Regions from separate parts of the Mus musculus genome. Here all the other regions are linked to region 1. A link is a contact called in public promoter capture Hi-C data. All regions are on one chromosome and are shown on one strand. The core of a region is the stretch at or near the end of the contact, and the rest is flanking DNA. Distances in the headings are between cores, read along the strand shown.

Evidence for each region. Promoter capture Hi-C pulls out the DNA fragments that hold promoters and counts their contacts.
Region 2: a promoter capture Hi-C map of liver shows a contact between it and region 1, with 2.2 times the contacts expected there. The contact joins the promoter of Hic2 here to the promoter of Gsc2 in region 1. A contact is called at or near these places in 1 of 39 promoter capture datasets (liver) and 1 of 115 datasets of contacts at active chromatin or transcription factors (bone marrow-derived macrophages).
Region 3: a contact with region 1 is called in a promoter capture Hi-C map of liver, with 3 times the contacts expected there. The contact joins the promoter of 4930588K23Rik here to the promoter of Gsc2 in region 1. A contact is called at or near these places in 4 of 39 promoter capture datasets (the SN4741 cell line, hippocampal neurons and liver) and 3 of 484 Hi-C or Micro-C datasets (all in embryonic stem cells).

The regions. Positions count from the first base shown.
Region 1 is chr16:17,912,029-17,916,882 of GRCm38.p6, forward strand. Gsc2 (goosecoid homebox 2) reads right to left here and starts at 2,999. Exons shown (of 3, transcript NM_029469.2): 1 at 2,726-2,999; 2 at 2,338-2,591; 3 at 1,086-1,690. The coding sequence starts at 2,975. The coding sequence ends at 1,589.
Region 2 is chr16:17,232,241-17,236,896 of GRCm38.p6, forward strand. Hic2 (hypermethylated in cancer 2) reads left to right here and starts at 1,347. Exons shown (of 3, transcript NM_178922.3): 1 at 1,347-1,490.
Region 3 is chr16:18,603,840-18,608,428 of GRCm38.p6, forward strand. 4930588K23Rik (a long non-coding RNA gene) reads left to right here and starts at 2,823. Exons shown (of 2, transcript XR_384719.3): 1 at 2,823-2,884; 2 at 3,992-4,589. RefSeq lists enhancers at 1-790, 1-2,784, 584-790.

The DNA.
Region 1 (4,854 bases), core at 1,749-4,248:
TTCCCCAGGCAGAACATGGTTGTAGATGGAAAAGATGAATGGATGGGCATCAGGCAATGGGAAGGCCCAGCAGCGGGGTGGAGCAAGGCAAATGCCAAAACAGACCTTTAGTCACACAGTGCGCTAAAGAAGGAGATGACACCAGAGGGGGAGAGCCAGGCTGCACAGTATCTTTGGAGTCCTGTCAAGAAACATTATTTTAAGTGAGCTCAGGTGAAAACCAGAGAAAGCTGCAATGGTTACCATGCAAGGGAATGCAGCTTTCATGAGGTTGGTGCGCCTGAAGCTGCACACGAGCTAGTTTCTGGGGGGTTATTGATATGTTTAAAGGTGAAATCGGCTGGACTGGGTATGATCCGGTAATAATAGCAATTAATGATCAAGAACTCTATGATTTAACGTGCCTTTAGCAGGACAGTGAATGGGAAAATGGCCTGTTGTATATATGGTGCCTGCCGCAAGCCTGTGGGCTTCCAGGTGTTGTCAGAGGTACAGACTGACAAATACCTCAGGGGACAGGCCTGGACTGGAGACATAGAGGTGGGAACTGTAGCCTAAGGATGGAAAAGATACACCAAGAAGAGTATGGAGGGGGCAGAAGAGATGGCTCATCCGTTACAAGCATTTGTTGCTCTTCTCGAGGATCTAGGTTCAGTTCCCAGCACCCACACAGTGACACACAACTATCCATAACTCTACTTTCAGGGATTCAAATATCCTCTTCTGATCTCCATGGGCACCAGGCAAACATGTGATGTACATGTATATATACAGGCAACACACACAGCTATGCACTCACACACATACATCCACACACACAGCCAAAGATTCCCCCCATCTGTGAAGCTGGTTGGTAGTGCCTAGAGGCCCAGATCCCCAGGAGGCCTTGCCACCATCTACCGGCTTTAATTCTGACGAGGGAGACATGGTACTGGGACTGGGTACTTGTTGAGCTGTGCTCTGCAACACATGTTGATCCACACCCCACCCCCAAACTCTCTGGAAAGGGACAATGGAGCCAGTCCCTCAGTTGGTGTGGAAACAAAGCCTGAGACACAGGGACTTGAAATCCTGGACTGTTCTGTGGTCTTTGAAGATCTCGTTTATTTCTTGGCATCAGCTCAAGGCTGAGGTGAAGGAGCAGATGCAGGAATCTGGAAACTACCAACTACAACCTTCTTCTTCCACAGGTCATGACACCAGGGCCCTAAAGTGCAGGGCCTGTGAGGACAGAGTACGCCCAGGGCTGAGCAGACACCACTGCCTTGCATAAGAAGGTGGAAGGACAGAGAAGAGGCCAGTCTTGGTGACAGGCATGAGGTGGGGAGTTAGGCTCTTCGTCCTGCATGGAGCTAGGGCTTCTCTAGGTGCTGAGGGTGGCTGAGGAAGTTGACCTGCTCTGTGTCTGCACTTGACCTGCAGGAGGTCTCTGGTTCCTGCCCCACATGCCCTCCCTTCATGGGTGAGAAGGCGGCTTTGGATCCCCTGGCTGCCAGTGCTGGCAGCGTTAGTTCCTGTTCAGGTAGGTCTGTCCCCCTCCTCCTTCCTTGTGCTCTACTTCATAAAGCCAGATAAACTCCGGACAGCATCAACAACTCTCCTTGGGAGTTTTCTTAGTCCCAGGCAGGAGCCTCGATGAGGAAGCACGCTTTTGGTGTCGCCACTTTGCCCGGCGGTTCTTGAACCAGACCTGAGGAGGAGGGAGACCAGGACAGCTCAGGCCCCAAGGATCCATCATCCAAAGAACTTTGGAAGGGCTAGGTGGTAGGCTTCAATGGAGGTGTAGGTGAATGGATCTGCAACCTCCTTCCCTCACACACTTTCCCAGCCTGAGCCCAGGCTCAGGCGCGCTCTCTCTCTCTCTCTCTCTCTCTCTCTCTCTCTCTCCTCTCTCCCCTTCTTCCCACCCCACCTCTCCTCCTTGTAACCTAGGTGGCTAGGCGGCTTCTTACTGTGTGAGGAGACTGACTTTGATGAACTCATGATCCAGCCTCCATCCCCCAGGGGTTGGGATTACAGATACATGCCACTATGCCTGACTAGATTTGAACATTTCTTAACTTTCTCACATCTGGGGCAGGAACAAACGTGCATTTCATCATCAGGGGAAACTGGGGAGCCGGACAAAGTCAAAGAAAACGACTCTTGACCTCTTCCAGTTCCAGGGACACCCAAATAACGTGCTGGAAGAACCGGCCCCGCGCCCTCATCGAGTGATCATAGGGGGTCTCCCTTCAGTGTAGCCGGCTACGAGTTGAAGCCCCTTCTGGAAGGTCGGTCTTTGAAAAATAAGAGTGGCGCCGGAGTTGGCCTCCAGGCTGCGGGCTGAACACCCACCTCCACGCGCTCCTCTCGCAGGCGGATGCGGACCGCCAAGCGTTCGCGTGTGCCTACGTCGGGATACTGGTTCTGTACGAAGAGTGCCTCGAGCGCCTGCAGCTGCTCCTCGCTGAAGATGGTACGGTGGCGCCGCGTGCGCCTCTGCGGGCCGGGGCCGCTCGTGCCAGTCAGCGCCGGGGAGCCTGCTCTAGGCGCCGTCAAGGGAGAGGGCGTGGCGGGCGCCAACCTCAGCGGCCACGCCAGCCGCAAGCCTGCGGGGCGGTAAGGGGCGGGGTGGGGTCAGGTGTAGGGTTACGGTTCCAATTAGGGTTAGGGGGAGCCAGGCTCGCCCCGCAGGCCGCCCCGCGAGATCCCCGCCTAGTCTTGCCCCTCCGCGCGCACTCACCCGGCCCGGACGATGTCTCCGGGGTTCCGCGGGTCGCAGCGCGCGGGTTGCAGCAGCAGCAGCAGGCGCAAGGAGCAGCGGGGACGGGCGCCTCGGGTTCGTCTAGCTCGGCGGGGTTCCGACCACCGACGGGCTGCGGTGGCCGCGTCGCGGGCCTGCGCTCCGGCAGGCTGGAGAGGATGTGCTCGATGGAGAAAGGGCAGGGTCGCCCGGGGTCCCTGCGGCTGGCCGCGCTGCCTGCAGTCGCCATGCCCGCGGGCGGGCGGCGCAAGAGGCGGAATATATACATAGGGAGGTGGGAGGTGCGGTAATCCCCAGACCGGGCGCCGCGTTCGCGCGTGCTAATCCCGTCGCCAGTCCTCAGAGAGCTAATCCCCGGCCATGGAGGAGGGCAAGCCCCTTCGTCTGGGTACCGGGGACTGCGCTGGGAGCAGGGAGTCCTGCACTCTGCCACGTCTAGAGCTGGAGGGAAAGGAAGGGATCAGGAGCCCATCCTTTATATCTTTTAAGGCAGGCTTAAGGTCGCCTGCCAGGAGGAATGCCAGGACCTTGGAAGCCTCTAACTCACAGGGTCCCCGCCACCTCTCTGCCCCTGGCTTCCCTCATTCCCTCCATGAAACTGGAGATTCCTGGAATGAAGATTTCCAGTGAGCTCAGCACCCTGTCAGCAGGATGACCCTACTTGACAGCTCTTGCTCACTTTGAAGCCCTGGTCTGAATCTCCTATAGAAGAATACCTACAGGATGGGAAGCTGAGACTGACATCCAACTCATAAAGATTCGCCTGCTTCTTGTCTCCTGAGTGCTGGGAGCAAAGGCGCGAGCTGCCAATTCTGTGCCTTCTTTCTAGAGACTAGAAGATATTTTTCTTGTTATCTCCTGTCTTAGAAGGTCCCTGACGCCCTTGCCCGGCTCCTGTGTACATCAACATCTCCCTCACACCACATTTTCTAAGAGCTGTTTCATGTGCCCCTGCCCTACCCTTTGCCCAGGCCAGTTCCGCTTTGTCTACAATATAACTTCTGCCCACTGTTCTTTCCAACTGAGAACAAATACTTGGCCCGATTTTCGTCATTCTCAATTATGAAGCTTTGAACCTCTAGGCCTTTGCTTAAGACACTTTGTTTTGTGATCTCTGAAAATATGGCGTGTGTCTTTCAGGACAGAGCAGCGGACTGCCTCACTGTTACTAAGCATTGTGGCTTGTTTAATGTCATAATACTGATCAACTATCAAGGGTTCTTCCTAAGGGGACAAGCGTTGAGAATGGTGAGCCAAATCTATAGTCGCAGGATTCCAGGGGCTCCAGAGGCCGAGACAGGAGGATTACTGTGAGGGAAAGGCCAGTCTGGTGAGATCTGTATTTTTTTTTTTTTTTTTTAAGGCATGATGATACCTTTAATCCTAGCATTTGAGAGGCAGAAGCAGACAGATCTTTGTGAGTTCCTGGCTAGTCAGAGCTACAGGGCAAGACCCTGTCTCAAAGGAAAAAATGATTTGTTCTTAGGGTTTAAGCAGTTACTGGGTGTGAGATATCCAGAGCACAACTGGACATGGGGTTGATGTCCCAGGAATATTAGCAGCCAGAGTAGGCAGCATACCCAGTCACCCATCTCCCACTTTACCAAGTCCTCTTATAAGTTCTTCTGCTGACTACACTCTAGTACCAGTGAGGACTCTATGGGCTTCAAGTGATGGACATTACTGTCTCATCCATCATAAAAGTCCCAGAGTGTGTTCATCTGAAAGGCTTATGAGTAGCACTATTAACTGTGTGACCTTTCAGCCTGCCTCATGGTTACAGAATGGCTGCCACAGCCCCAGACCTCCTATGGATTCCTTTGGATGCAGAAGACTTGTCTAGCAGACATTCGTGTAGAACATCTGTGCCTAAACCCACCTCAATGCTCAGGGGTGTGAAGTGGCCCGTTACTCTTGTCTGCTCAGAATGGGGCAGCAAGGCCAGGGACAGGAAGGCCTCTGGGATTTCTTCCTCTTTCCATGCCCATAGCCTTGCTTCCTTTCTCTTGTATTTCTCTCCCTGTAGGAAGATGACATGGTGCTCTGCCAAAGCTGTGCCCTTGGGGAGTTCTCCCTCAATGGACCATATTGACCATATTGTCAGGACC
Region 2 (4,656 bases), core at 97-2,596, 680 kb before region 1:
GATAGTTCTTTTTTGTTTTTCCTTTCTGAGGCAGGCTCACTGTGTAGCCCTGGCTCAACTGGAAGTCACTATGTAGTCAGACTGGCTCTAATTCACAGAGATCTGCCTCTTTCAGCCTTCAGAGTTCTGGGACTAAAGACATGCCCCATGCCACCCATTTTCAATCTATTGAGTTTTCGCCATTTCTAGGATGTTTAGGCATAGTATTCTATGTCTTGGCTAGTATAATTGACAGCAGTAGCTTTATAATTTGCTTTAATATCTGTTAGGACAAATGTACTCCTATTTCTGTTGTTTGGTGTTTCAAAGATGATAGTTGTAAAAACAATCATGTATTAGCTATGTAGCTATTGGGTAAACTAAGAATTTTAATTTTTTTTAATCTGTTATTTTAAGCTTGTACATTCGGAAAGCATGCTTGCCTCTGTGAAGGGTTATTGAATTGGGTTTCAATGTTGACTCTGGGTCACAACCTCCCTATAGAACAGCTGTAGGTTCTGGCTAGGACTTTTCTGACCTTTAACAGTGGTGGGCTTTAGTGTTTAGTGTTCAAAGTAGAGAGATGGTCATCTAATAACTCTCTAGAGAATAACTCCGTGTGAACCCCAATACATTTGGATGGCCACAAGTCTTGGGTCTTTACTGGGCTGCCTAAACTCCTGTGACCTGCGGCGGTCACCGGAACTCTGGATAAGTAAGCAGAGTGTACACGGACCTCTCCGCCCTCTGCGCAATCCGGGTCGACCTTCGCGAGAGTGGATGTAAGGATCCTAGGAGAAGTTTAGGGTTAAGACTCCCAGGCCTCTTTTCTCCTTTAAAATCAGAACCACGCAGGCCTTCCTGCAGCCCAGACAGCGGAGCAAGCAGCCTTTGGGTGCTAAACTTTATAGACTGAGATACTCTGCGTAGATCAAGGGGCTCAAACGGGCGGAAGAGGAGAGGCGCAGGCCACCTGAACCGGGTTGGTGGTGATAGTGTTGGGGGTTCTGAAGGGTCCGGGTCAGGCTCAAAACGGGTCAGTCTTCCGTTTGAGGGCTGGGCATAGACCCGTGGTAAAGAGCAGGATTCTTGTTTCGCTGGGTGTTGCCCGTCAAGTATTTTGAGGTGAGGTTGCCATCCCGTTCTGGCGCCTGCATCGGGACCCTGTAGGCGACCTCCCGTGCGCCCCTCCCCCATTACACTCTGCCGCAGCCACTGGCCCATCCCTGGACTCAGACCCCTCGGCGGCCCCGCCCAGCCTCAGGGTTCCGCCCCCACAAGGGTCCGCCTCCAGGTCCGCCCTGTCGCTCGCCCATTCAGATGTGGGTCAGGGGTGAGCGGGTGGAGCTGACGTCACAAGCTTCCAAGATGGCGCGGAGCGGGCGGCTGTGAGCAGCGCTCTGGGCGCGCTGGGCGGAGAGCCGAGCGGGGGCCGGCGGAGGGCGGACAGGGCGGGCGCGTGCAGCTCAGGTCGGGCGCCCAAGACGAGGGGCCTCTGGCAGGCACCTGAGGTAAGCGGTGTCCTCGAGGGAGGGCGACGCGGGCCGGGCGCGCCCCCGGAGAGGGGGGCGTGGGCGCGCGTGGGACGGAGCGCGCGCACGGCCCCTAGTCTCGAACCGAGGCGCACGCGGGACCCTGGACGGGCGGGGGCTTTGTGGTTCAGGTGCCCGGCGGGTTGCGGCCGGCACGGGGACTCCGGGCACAAAGCCCCCAGGGCCGCGCCAGTCCGGGGACGCGAGTCTGTGGAGCGGGGGTCGACGGGGTAGCGGGCGCCGGCTCTTTGTGCCTTTTCATTAGCAATCTAATCCGAACGGCGTCGGGCGAGCTATGCTGCCTGACAGGCGGGCGTTCTCCCATTATGCAAACGGCTGTACGCCTGCGGCTGCCCCTCACTGGAACGCTTTACGGTTTCCAGAACTGCGCTTGTGTGTATGGTCTGCAGTCCTTTTCCTCGAGTACCCTTCCTGGCTGGGGGACTGGCCGTGTCAGGGACAGGGTAGGGCTTAGAGGGCCCGGCTCCGTGGCTGGGTGGGCTTTCTGCCCTGCCCCCAGACCTTTGCTGGAGGCAGCCGCCTGGCAGGAAGAGAGATGGGCTTGGGGGGAGGGGGTCGGGTGGCAAGAGGAAGGGACTGGCTGGCTCAGGGAGTGAGCTGAGGGGCCCTAGCTTGTCATTCTCTGTTTATCTTCCAGAATGGTTCATATGCACACAAGCCTGGGTGTAAGTGCTGGGGGAAAATACCTCTCCCTGGGGGGCAGTGACTTAGGTACTTGGAGTGATTGAGGCCAGATAATACTCTCAGCGGCCGCGCCCTGAACAGTTTTGGACTACCTTGCGACGAGAGTCCCGTGCTGATCTTGGCTGGCCGGAGAGATTCAGAAGTTATTTACTTATGTGTTCTATCCCCCTCTTCACAGTATCTTTTCTAGTTATAATTGTCAGGCGCATTTGGAAAGCTGTGTTCCAGGTTCCTCACTTTCAATCAGCAGGAGGGGTGTAACACTGAGAGGCCACCCCCACTGACATATGTGGCGATGGGGGAGGGGCGGATCCTTGCCTATAGGAATCCTGTGACTGGACTGTTACTGGGGTTTGCTAGCTGTGGCTTTTGCACCTAGGACCAGGAGATTCGGCAGGTCGTGGAGGGGCTCATCTTCTAGGCTGAACTTGGGATTTCCAATCTAGGACAAAGGTTGGTGGGATGGAGGCAAACCCTAGAGGGATGCCACATTATTGCTTCTGATTCCTCCTGGCCTTGCCCCTCCACTGTTATCTGCCCGTATCTGGAATCCCTGGCTTTCAAGCAGACATTTTTAGGATCGTAGTCTGTGTAACCACTCTGTAGCTCTGTCTCTCGAAAAAGTATGCTGGGTGGAGCAGAGCTCCTGGAGTAGTCTGAAAGAAAGCAGATGGTCCAGCCTCAGGCTGGCCTCTAGAGACAAATGTGTGGCCAAACCTTCCCACTAAGGTTTTTGCAAGAAGTCATGTGCCTGCAGGTGATCTTTCTGTCCTATGCAGTTTTTTAATGAAAACCTCTGAAACCTACAGGGTAGACTTGGGAAAAGTTGTCCAGTCTTTGCATTGCCTGCCTGCTTGCTGCGAGGGGAGCAATGCTGTTCATTCAGTTTACTAATTTGGCTCCTGGCTTTCTGCAGGTTAGTTGTAAGGTGTTGAGAGTGCTTGTTGGCCAGCTTGTCTGGCTGTTTGAGTTCGGCTGTGTGCCCAGAATTTCTTCCTGCAGTGTTTTCCTGCCAGTTGTTGGGACTTGTACATTAGTCACTGAGCTTTTACGAGCAATTCCTGAAAAGAAAAAAATCTCCCTCTGATTGTTGGCTTTGCGTGTAGGAAGAAGCAGCTCGAGGGAGCCCTGTGTTTAAAGCAGAACCAAAATGATTTGCTGTAATTGCTAGAAGGAGAAGAGGTGCAAACAGGGCAGGGGCGGTGCAGCCTGTTCTGCTGCATAGTACCTGCTCTGAGGACAGGTAGACAGGGTTCCTTCCTTCCGCACTTCCTGGTCTTGGCCAGCAGCCTAGCCTTTTCCACAAGCTGCAATTCTAGATTAATCCTCACATAGTGTTTTCTTTCCACAGATCAGATTTCTCATTTTGTTAATAAGTGCAGTCTCTGATCCTCTAGGAGTCAGCTGTTGTGGACTGAGAGCAACAGGGTTTTGCATTATTGAGCTGTAGGGAATGCTGTGCAGTCTTCCTATGAGTCCTTATTGCCTGTCAAGGTCAGGCTTGAAGGGGTGAGGTTAGGGGCATGAATTACCCTTCTCCCTTTTAAACTGAGCTGGAGTTTGTTGAGATACTACATTTCTTTATTCGTATGTATGCATGTCGATGGGCAGACTCTCTGCTAGAGTCGAGCGTGGGACAGCTTGTAGGAGTTGGTTCTCTTCTTCCACCAGGTGGATCCTGGGGGTCAAAGTTGTCATAAAGCTAATTGGCAAGCACTTTTGCCCACTGAGCCATTTCTCTGGCCCAAGAAAGAGGGTTTCCCTATGTATCCTTGGTTGGCTTAGACCTCACTATTTCCACTATGACCAGCTTTTTTTGTTTGTCTTTCGAGATGAGACAGGGCCTCACTGTGTAGCTCTGTCTGTCTTGGAACTCAGAGAATGGCCTGCCTTTGCCTAGCAAATGTTGAGGTTAAAGGTGTGTGCCACCAGTTTTCAGGGTTTTATTTTATTTTTAAATAAGAAAGGGTTAGAGAGATGGCCCAGAGATTAAGAGTACTGGCTGCGTTCAGAGGACCCAGGTGACTCATAACCATCTGTAACCCCAGTTTCAGGGAACCTGATGCCTTCTCCCTTCCCAAGGCACTAGGCACTCCTGGGGGTCCCGTGTGTGTAAAGTTAAAACAACAATGAAAACAAGGAAACAAGGTCTCTTATAGCTCTAACTGGCCCAGAAGGCACAGACATCCACCTCCCTCCCATAAATCCTTTGCTGTTTTGTTTTTGAAACAGGGTCTCTCTAGCCCTGGCTCTTAAGAACTCACTAGATAGACAAGGAACTCAGATCTACCTGCTTCTGTGTTCTGAGTGCTGGGATTAAAGAGGTGCCACACTGTACCAGGCTCCTGAGATTTTTTTTTTCTTTTCTCTTTATTTTTTGGTTTTTTGAGACAGGGTTTCTCTGTAGCCCTAGCTGTCCTGGAACTCACTTTGTAGACCA
Region 3 (4,589 bases), core at 1,573-4,072, 690 kb after region 1:
TCCTCCATGCTGGCATGGGGGCAGGAAACCTGGGGTCTGGCTCAGGCTGGCAGAATAGAGTCAGATCTAAGGACCAAATATCAAGGACTGTCCGTGCGCACCAGCAGAAGCGATGTGGCTTTCCAGGATCACTTCCTGCCTAGCAGCATCCTATGAGACAGCCTGGAGAAGGGCCTGGAGTTCAGGGTCCCCCTGAAAAGGTGCAGGGAGCTCCAGGAGAGAACAGTTTTGCTGTCTGCCCAGCCCCTGGGTGTCCTCTCATACCCTGGCCTGGCCCTCCAAGCTCCCCAGCCTTGCTGGGCCCCCTGAATTTTCCACAGCCCTCATGCCCAGGCTCCATGAGTGAATTAGAGCTTAGTCCCTGCTCCAGCCGAACTTTCTCACATGTCCTACAGCCAGAGCCCAGGCCTCTCTCTGTCCACCAGCTAAGGAACAGAGTATGAGGCACTGGGGACCAGCCGTGCAGGCAGTAACCAGGCCTCAGCCCTCTTCCTGAGCCACAAGGCCAGGCTTGGGCAGGCAGCCCAGTCCAGCTGCCCCTGCTCTGGGCCCCAAGAGGGGGTCAGGAGCTCAGCACCACCCCTGTGGCCTAAATATAACCCGAGCAGGCGGCTGGCCGGGAATAGAGACCTCTGTCAGCCATGAGCAGGTGTGGTGGGAGGATAGTCATTGTGATTGGCAGCAGGGTGGGTGGGCGGGCAGGCAGCCAGTCACAGGTCATGTGAGTGTCCGGTGGCAAGACTGAGGGTGGAGCCTTGTGTCCTCACAGGACTGCCTGGTGCCCGTCTCGCCTGCTCACCCATGCCCCATGTCTAGGCTGCTGACAGGTTCTCAGGAAGGATGGACACCCAGCACACCAATCTGGCCTGACCTGGCCACTGTGGCTGGCCACATTCTGGTCTCATGGGGACAGACCTGGCCAACCAGTCAAGTGCCACCACTGAGCATATTTGAAGTCCTATCTCTGGTACTTCCCATTGTTCCTCTGTCCTTGACTCTGGAGCTTTCTGACCCCTGTACCCTCAAGACCCCTGCTACCCAGTGATTTTATCCTTATTCTCTTCCATGGCAACCCCCCACAGCCCCTGGATCTCCTAGACACCTTGAGTCCCTTGGCCACCTCCACTGCTTGGCCAGTGTAAGTGGACTTGTGTTACAGCCTCCAGCCTGGAGGTAAGGTCTTCTGAGCTCTGGGTCACTGGAGTAGGAGCAGGGCTCTAAAGCAGTGCATGCAGCTCGGCCCACCCATGTCCACTCTCAGACAGCATCCTGGACTCTGGGTCTTGTCAGGGCTTGCCTCCCAAGTCCAGCACATGCCCATCCATGTCTTCAGCTCCACGTCTCCCCAGCACGGGCCTTCTCTCCTCTTGTCTGTAGCTCAGACCATCAAATACACTGAAAATCACCCCTCGGATCTGGAAAAAAAAACAGAACCTTCCTGATTTCTAAGTGTGCCAAGACCCTGGCTCAGTGATGACAGCCACAGGGGCAGAGACGGAGGCAGCCTGAAGCACAGCAGGGTCTAGAGGTCTCAACTGCCTCTTCAGGAGCAGATGCAGATGGCAAGAGCAGGCTGAGGCAAGAGTCACTCAGTGTGCCCTAGACTGCTCTGAAGGGTTTCTTTATTTAGTAACGGGTGTTTGTCCAGTCTCTATAATGTACCTAGCCCTATACTCACCACGTGACTGAATGCCAAAATTGAGCCTTAGGAAGGAGCCACAGGGACTGTGGTCTGAGAAGAATCTTGAAGAGTTGGTCCTGTTTGTCTAGCTTCAGCAACCTTCTGACATCTCTTGAACAGCCCTGTGATGAGCAGATCCCTCCTAAGAGATGAACTGGGGAGCGATAGCCCAGCCGTGCCTGCTTTCCAGGGAGCTATCCTGAAGAAGAGTGAGCAGGGGGCTTGGCACAGCTAGACAGGGACTGACAGGTAGTCAGTCCCTCTCACTAGGCTCCTGGGACCCCAAAAGGAGGAACCCCAGCTCCTGGCCCTGCCCATACAGGCCTGGGTAGGGGCTGTGGTATGAGCTTGTTTGTTCTTCGGCCCGTCTTTCCAGTTTGGAGTCTGGGTGTACAAGTGGGGCCAGGGGCCTAGACACAAGGGAAGGGGCTCTGACAGGGTGTGGATGGGGAAGGGCGGGGCCAGGTGCTGCGCTTGCCTGCTACCCTCACCTACCACTCTGAGCTATCTGTTTCCCAGTGGTGCCCTGGATGCAGGGTCTCTGGAAGGGCCCCGGGTCTGGGAACCCTCTGACCTTAGGAGTCCTAATTAATTCAGTCTCCTCTGCTTGGTGTCTGTGGAGTTCTTGGCCTCTGTGTTCCTCTGAAGGGGACCAAGAGGGTCCCACTTTCTCCTCCTGGACCCCCAAGTCCTATACTCTGTGTTTTCTTCCCACCCCAACTACAACTTCCTAAGTACCTCTCTTACTTCCAACAGCATCCTGCCCTTTACTAAATATATGTGGAGAAACCAAGGCCCAAAGAATGAAAGATGTGGAGGAAGGAGGTGTCAGGGGCAGCTCTGGCTGCTGGAGACACTCTGGCTATGAGACACCTGGGGCTCTGGAGGAGTAAGCTCCTGTGGGCATTTTCCTGGCTCCAGATTGTCAGAGGTATGACTGCAGACACCACCACGAAGTTCTGGCCTGTGAAAAATTCAAGGCCCTGTGTAATTGGCTGGACCAGAGACTATGAACAGCATCTGTCCCCAGGGAAGGGAACAGGGCAGCAGAGGCTGATGTGAGTGCTGCTCCCACCTTCCTGCCAGTGACCCTTCCACCAATTTCAGAACTGGGAACCCCGAGGCCCAGAGGCCCTGCACAGTATGCAACCTCACAGCAAGGCAATGATGGTGGCAGGCCTGTCCTGTCTAAGGAACACAGAGGTGAGGGAATCCCCTTGACATAGGATGACAGTGTAGCCATGGTCAAGCTTGGCAGGTTGTGAAAATGGTAAAAGGAGGGCAGTAGAGCTGGCAAGTGATAGCCCCAGGTCAGTGGTGATTTCTGCCAGGCTTGTGAGGAAGTTTTCAGACTGACCAGGAGCCCCACAGGCAGGTACCAATGCTAGGATTCTCTCCAGGGTGTGCTCTGCTCTACCTCAGCCATCCAGAGCCCTGTCCTGTCTGCAGGTAATGGGTCAGAGCAGAGAGTTAAGGTGAGAATACAGCTAGATTGGCTTGTGGTCCCAGAAAGACTGCCCTTTCTTTCTGGGCCTTAGTTTCTCCATCTATAAGATAGTGAAAATTGCCCAAGAAGAGCTGTGACAGGCTCATGACTTAAGGGTAAGATTGTGAGCAAGCTCTGCCGATCAAGAAAACCAGATCTGCCGGGCGTGGTGGCATACGTCTTTAATCCCAGCACTCGGGAGGCAGAGTCAGGTGGATTTCTGAGTTCAAGGCCAGCCTGGTCTACAAAGTGAATTCCAGGACAGCCGAGTTCCAGGACAGCCAGGGCTACACAGAGAAACCCTGTCTAAAAAAAAAAAAAAAAGAAAAGAAAAGAAAACTAGATCTGAGGACTGTGGTCTGGGATAGCTGAACCTGCTAGTACAGTCCACCCTAAAAGAACCCCCAGAGTAGCCTTCCTCTCTTGGTGTGCCCTTGCATTCATGGCTGGACCAGTCCTGGAACATACTTTAAGATTAGGTCCTTTCTGGCCATGGTGGCGCACGCTTTTTAATCCCAGAGTTCCAGAGGCAGAAGCAGGAGGAGATCTGTGAGTTCCAGGTCAGCCTGGCCTACATAGTGAGACCCTTTCTCAAACAAACAAACAAACAAACAAACAAACAAACAAACAAACAAACAAAGTTAGACTCTTAGGTTTTGACTGCCCCAGCACAACTCCAGCTGCCTTGCCATGCACTGCCCTCCTCCAGTATGTTATGTTCTAACCTTTCAAGGCTGACTGGAGGGAAGGTGAACTGGGGTCAGGGGAGGGAGGGGACAGAAGTTTGGAGCCAAGACAAAGCTTCATGGCCCTCTCTTACCCAGGCCATGACAGGAAGAATCCTGCCCCGTGTTTCTGTCACTATGGATCAGGAAGCAGCACACAGATCACCACTTTCATGTCTGTAACCCCAATAGACATCACCAGTGGATCTCAGATCTCTTTCTTTACTGGATGGAAAGGCTCGGCTTAAGTTCCTCGGCTCAAAACCAGACCCTGGACATGGACGTGCTCACCCAGATGGTGCCTAGGTAGGGCAGCTGCTTGTTTATTTGGTCCTGGTCTGGAATGGATTCAAGACTTCTGATGGTCTTACCTGAGCGTGGAGACCTGGGAGAGGGACCGTCAGGTTGCAAGCCCCACAGGTCTCCTTCCCCTGTGCTCAAGGAGTGTCTTGCAGGGAGTGTCCGTAACTCCCTGCTGTCAGAAACTACCACCCAGGGAACAGAGCAGCAGGTGGGGGTCTGCTCTTCTGTGCTGGCCCTGCCCCCATGAGGCTGAATGGGCGCCTTGGTGCAGCTCCGGGGGCCCCAGAAACATTTGCTTTAAGTCTTAAAATATCAGGTTCCCGAATGGCGGGACTTCCCTGGGGGCTGGCAGCAGGCAGGAGGGATTTTGAGAGTAAGATTCCCTCTGGCTCCG